Linked DNA regions of Sus scrofa: region 1 is linked to region 2. The links are chromatin contacts, called in public Hi-C maps. All regions are on one chromosome and are shown on one strand. Each heading gives the region's core, a stretch centred on a gene start, on an enhancer-like site or on the middle of the called end of the contact. The rest is flanking DNA. Distances are from core to core; before and after follow the strand shown. Region 1 overlaps CDK6 (a long non-coding RNA gene). Region 2 overlaps CDK6 (a long non-coding RNA gene).

What was found. A called contact is a pair of places that touch in the nucleus more often than the background predicts.
Region 1: a Hi-C map of skeletal muscle shows a contact between it and region 2, with 3 times the contacts expected there. The contact joins two enhancer-like sites. A contact is called at or near these places in 1 of 47 Hi-C or Micro-C datasets (skeletal muscle) and 2 of 2 datasets of contacts at active chromatin or transcription factors (alveolar macrophages and skeletal muscle).

The regions. Positions count from the first base shown.
Region 1 is chr9:72,700,860-72,703,762 of Sscrofa11.1, reverse strand. All of the region lies in intron 2 of CDK6 (a long non-coding RNA gene), which reads left to right. Among named protein-coding and RNA genes, the nearest start is that of CDK6, 63 kb to the left of the region's middle. Within about 2 kb of position 1,347, at least 11 of the 83 cell types and tissues checked have an H3K27ac peak or open chromatin away from gene starts, as enhancers often do. A contact at or near this core is called in skeletal muscle, where this site is marked.
Region 2 is chr9:72,528,445-72,531,595 of Sscrofa11.1, reverse strand. The region is part of intron 6 of CDK6 (a long non-coding RNA gene); the gene reads left to right. Among named protein-coding and RNA genes, the nearest start is that of FAM133B, 26 kb to the right of the region's middle. Within about 2 kb of position 1,720, at least 32 of the 83 cell types and tissues checked have an H3K27ac peak or open chromatin away from gene starts, as enhancers often do. A contact at or near this core is called in skeletal muscle, where this site is marked.

The sequences.
Region 1 (2,903 bases), core at 98-2,597, 170 kb before region 2:
CAGCTCTCTGTTCAGGCTCTCCTCAGTGTTGGCTGTGTTCCATGGAGGGCTCATGAAAATGGTGGCAAAGACGGCCACTAGCAGCTGCAGGCTTATCCATTGCCAGGTTGGTAATCCTGGAATAAAGAGAGCTCTACTTTCCCAGAAGTTCTAGTAAAATTCCTGGGACCAGTTCTGGGTCTGTCCTTCCCTGAATCAATCACTGTCACTCTGTTTGTTCAGGGTAGGTTACCTGCCATCCTGCCCCTGTGCCCCCACAACTACACTGCCTGAGTATGGAATAGGAGTGGCTCTTCAACAAAAAATGAGGATGTGGCCAAGAATGGTAACAGATGTTGGAAAGGCAGACATCCCAGATGTCTACTGTGATAAGATCTAGAATGAATTTACTCTGATGTTGATATATAAAGCTCCATATAGTGTTTGTAGAATTTATTTGGAATTAATACATTGCCATATATCACTGTTTGTCCTTTTACATGCAATCGTCTCTCCCCCAACTGGACAGAAAGCTCTTAAAAAGTACCTGTCTTAGACCTGTTGGACTCTCTAAAACCCACTACAGTGCCTGCACGTGGTAGGTACTGATGCATGTTTGCAGATGCTGCACAGTGGGGATTTCCTTCCAGCAGCATAGCATGCTGGTTACTTTGGTGGCAAATACTTCTGGAATTACCCCATTCAGTGCTGGTTGAGAATACATGAACACACACAGTCCATATTTAATGAGCCAAAGGAGAGCACCCTGGCCAGTATCTAGTAGTGTAGGGTTAGTAGGATGTGTGGACATAAATTTGGTGCATGCATGCTATAACCTTAGAATATGCTTCATGGACTACAAAGGAAGAGGGTAGAGATTTTTAAAAAAATTCTCCTCAATTCTGAAGACTGGCCATAGTTCAAATAAAATTTTGTTTAGCACCCCTAGGCCTCTGTGCCAGACATCTCACAGCTCTTGAACTATTTTATGTCCAAACATTCAAGCGTCTGGAAAAAAAGTGACAGGAAAAAAAAAAAATCCTCATAGAACTTCCTGTGACAGGTCAAAGTTTAATCACAGCAAATAACGCAGATTTCCCTTTTGTTATAACCACAATAGAAAGGCAGGGCGTGTGTTTACAGAGCATGTTGTTTGGGAAACCTTTGTAAATCGCAATCTTTGGAAATCCCAAGCCTATTGGATGTAATCCCATCCATTGGATGAAGAGAGTTTGCCTATGCAATAGATCCAGAATAGCAAGTTAAATGGAGACCGTCAACAGGAAGGAGTTGTTCCAAATTACAGTGGGTCGGATGCAGAGTTAATTCATGGAGATATTTTGTTATGAGATAATTACATCACTAGGACAGCTGGAAAGCTGAGTGCTGTGCTGGACCGCAGCGCTTGCTCTCTGCCCTGCAGCTGGGAGGTCAGGACAATGGAGACAGGGAGAGGACTTATTTTATGGGATAGTTAGGGGCTTGGCTGACTTAATTGTGAAATGATAACAACCTATCTGCCTTTTTTCGGATTGTGTTTGCACAGCTAAACCGGATTCATAGGCTCAGTGAATGCTGAGAACCCCTTTTTGATTCTACTTTTTTGAACATTCGCTTGGATCCCATTAAGCCAAGCTCTAATGGATAGATATTGAATGATAGTTTTTTGTTTCCTCTAAAAGTCAACTGAGATAGTTTGTTCATCTTCAATACAAGGTGATAGTTCTCTTATGAAACTGTAGTCATTCAGTCACTGAAGTGCTATTTTTGTCAGTTTACTAAATAGCAAAAAAAAAAAAGTTTTAGAGAGTTTTAAGATGTTGGTCAACACAAGGAATCAAACAGTTGAAGTTATTTTTCCAGTGTTTATGTTCAGATGTTCAGACCTGTCTGGCTCTTTTGTTTTGCAAGTGTACGGGTTATAGGCAGCTTGGCTGCATTCCTCATTGATTTATATAAATATATTACAGATTGTTAACCTCCTGCCAAATACCAGGGATTTCAGTTGTTGATTAGCTCAGTTGCTTAATGTGAGACTTTTTTGTTATGTTAAAGCATCTGTCTTCTCTTTATTGCCACCAAAGTGATTATTATTTGCTCTGGGGTAGCTCCAGATGGAGTCATTGTAGACAAGAAAGCATCAAAAATATTATGTTCTAAACATTGCTAAGATTAATATTTATAGCTCTTGATTCAAAATGCATTTTCTGGAGTTCCCATCATGGCCCAGCGGTTAATGAATCCGATTAGGATCCATGAGGATATGAGCTTGATCCCTGGCCTCGCTCAGTGACTTAAAGGATTCGGCCTTGGTGGTGTAGGTCGCAGACAAGGCTGGGATCCTGAGTTGCAGTGGCCATGGTGTAGGCTGGCGGCTGCAGCTCCAATTCAACCCCTACCCTGGGAACTTCCATATGAGTTCGGCCCTAAGAAGCAAAAAAAAAAAAAAAAAAAAGCATTTTCTACTCACTGTGTCTAATGTAAATTACTTTTAGTACGATAATGTTTACTAAACAACTAAGAACTTTATGTTTTCGTATAAATATTTCCCCGGATGTCTTCTGAGATGGTCCTGGGTCTGTAGGATGTTGATGGCCAGCATTGGAACCCCAAACCTACAGGGTCTTCTAGGTCTTTGACTTCCCTTGATGTCACTTTTAAATTTCTAAGGAACCTGTAATATGCTCCATTTCCCAAATGAAATTAATAACAGCACTTTCAAAAAAATAAAAGGAATTATCTCCTTAAATCAACATGAGTCGTTTCTACCGGATACCTTTTTTTTTTTTTTTTTTGTAGCCTGGAAGGATATGTAATTATATACATTAACATTTTATACAAGAAAGTTTTACTCTGTGTCTCTTTAAATATGTGTCTTTGAACATGTCTCTTTAAAACTCCACTTTGTAGACAATTGCCCATTG
Region 2 (3,151 bases), core at 471-2,970:
TGGTAGACGTGCTGATTTACACAGAGCCCATCATGACGTGTGGCCTAATAACCGCTCTGCTCTGGAGGCTTGTATGTTGCTGGTGTGGGTCTTTTGGCAGCTCCTCTTTCTATCCTTGGCTGAGCTCCAGTTCTTTAGTTCCGTTGTGTTGTCTGCTTGGGGTCATTTCAGATGCGGCCATCATCAAAGGTGGGTGATCAGTGGCCTGGCAACCTATCCTTACCCACTGGGCTTCCTGTCCCCATTGAGTATCCTTTAGTCATCCGGGTTGGCTTTACGTTGTTTTGTTTTGTTTTCCTGGGCAAAGATGGTACGCTACACACCCCATCTTTCTTTGGAACACTGGAATAGGAAACGAGAACCCTAGATTCCAAACGTTTGTCTACTGCTAAATAACAACGTAGTCTTGAAAAGGTCATTTCAAACTCCCTGTGTAAAGGGCTTACACAGGGCCTGGTACATAGTTAATGCTTTTAAAATGTTGGCTCTTATTATAATTCATCATTAATTGTTTTTTCCATCCCTTAACTTCTTTGCCTGAGAAATGAAACTTGAAGGTCCCTTCTTTTGCTCGAATTCTTTGGTTCCACTTGTCTGTGACGCAGCTCCTTGCTACGTTTCAGCGTTCCATTAGTATCTACATGTCTGAGCATGTGAGGTATGGATGCTTTCATGTCTTGAACGTTAAGAAAAGGCTTTTCTTTTCACAAAGCATGCAGTATGACATCCTTTTGGGATCCATGTGTTTGCCAAGCCCCATCAGAATTGGGGTGGAGTAGGAAGAAAGTGGGAGTTCTAGAGCCAAAAATAGCCCTGATCATTGGTCTGTACCATTTTATGGTATCCCAGTCATTTCTACATTTTCAGTCTGAAAAACTGATGAAAAATGTCCCTAAAGGAAAAAATCACATCATAACACTATCTTCCCATGCAGAATCGCTTAAAATAGTTGGAATAAAACTGGAACCTGACTTTGTTCTTTTGGTGACTGGAAGTAGTTCCAAGAGGCCTCTATTAATGCCCGTGTCACTGCTGAGTCAGAAGCCAGTGGCTTTAAGGCCAGAAAACCATTTGTTCGTTGTATTGTCTGGGGGCTTCCCGGGTCCCCGGCAGCTGCCATGGCTGCTGCTCCTCCCGCTGCTATGCCCGGTCTGTAAGATGGACAAATTCAGAACCAGACTTCCACATTACTGCTTCTGGATGTCAAAGCAATCCATGATGAACTCCCATCTTCCCTACCCCGATGAAATATATTTTGTATGCATGTGATCGTGACGAAGGAACTACCAAGAGGCAGACATACTGGTGACCCTCTCGTTAAAAGTAAAAGCAATCTCAACTGAAACCAGCTTGTCAGACACCAGTCCTTCCCCTGCTTTTCCTTGCTGACGCCACCTGGGCCATCTGTCCACTTTTGGCACCAGTGACATTGCTGGTGCCCCTTAGTACGTGAGCCCGTGCGATGAACCAGAAGGAACCTTTGACAAACATGTTTGACTTGCTTCCAAGAGAATGCCACTTTTTCTGCTGGCAAAGGCCTGACAGAGATCTTAGGGTGCCAGCAGAAAAGAAGCCATGAAGTTCAATATGTTTTGTGCCTTGAGATTGTACTTTTTAGTTTCTGGCATTGATTCATTGAAATGATGTTGTTTTCTCTGAATGCATTACTTTGGCATAGAGAACAGGGACAATGCTGCACCCTAGTGTCACTTCTGAAGTACTTGAAGATGATTTCCGTCCCAGTCATCACGCCATTTATAGGTTTTATGCTCTGTCAGTCTTTCCAGTACAAATGTCAGCTTTTAAGGCTTATATTCAGCTGTCCAAATACTGAAATTGGAGGCAAGTGCTTTTTAATGGACCTATCAGAATTCCACAACCCTCATATCTAGGCTGTAAAAGTTCACACTGGGTAGTAAACTGGATATTTTTTAAAGGAGAGCCATATTCACATTCTCTTAAGGGGAAAAATATTTCTGTTTTTAGGAAGATTTATACTTTCAAAGAACAGCAAGTCCTTTGAAAGTGAAACTGAATGTTTTTAGCCTGTGACATTTGAGAGCATTTTTGAGAGCAGAGTCATAGTTAAATGGAAACAAAATACTGGATTTAGAATAAGTTCACTCCCGGCTCTGGGCCGAACTCCCTGCGTATGACTTTGGCAGTTCATTTTATTCCTCATCCTCAGTTTTCCCATCTATAAAATAAATAATAATACCTGACCTATATGTCTCAGGAGGTAGTTTTGCAGGTCAGAGGAGGGGGTTGATTTAAAAATACTTATAAAGTTATTTATATAAACAGGTATATATATGTATGTATGTATACATCGCACATGTCTGTACATACCGGGACACTGTTTTTCTGAGGGCTTTTGGGCTTCGTGGGCTTTTGGCCCATATTTCCAGATTTAACTTAACATAAATATATTCAGAACTGCAAATAAAGATTTTAAGTTCTTACTGAGTAGTCATAATCAATTTCTAGGTGACTGGGGATAATATGCACAGATATTGATGTAAAAATGGCTACAAGGGAGTTCCCATTGTGGCTCAGTAGGTTAAGAACCTGACTAGTATCCATGAGGATGTAGGTTCAATCCCTGGCCTCGCTCAGTGGGTCAAGGATCCCATGTTGCTGCACGCTGCGGTGTAAATCACAGATGCAGCTCAGACCCCAAGTTACTGTGGTGTAGGCCAGCGGTTATGGCTCCAATTTGACCCCTAGACTGGAAACTTCCATATGTTACAGATGAGGCTCTAAAAGGACCCCAAAAATGGCTAAAAGGCAAATATGATGAAAGACAGTTTTTAAAGTTATTTATAAGCATTCTTCTGTTCTTCTGCCTGACCCATTCTATCCAAATACTTAAACACATTTATTTCCTTTAATAATTAATGGTAATATTTTTGTTTTCTTCTTTTTCTTCTTTTTCTAGATCTTTCCCTTAAACACATGTGTGTTGCTTGAGTTGTCATTTTCATTCATTTGTTCCGGTAAAAATGTCTCAGAGTCTGTCTTTATCTCAGTAATATGTCTCTCCCAGCATGTCAACAGAGGCAGGATTGCAGTATCTTCCCCTAGACGCCCAATGACAGGTGCAGTTATAATACAGGTGTCTGCTTTTCCCAGGTGAGGTCTGTCACCTGGG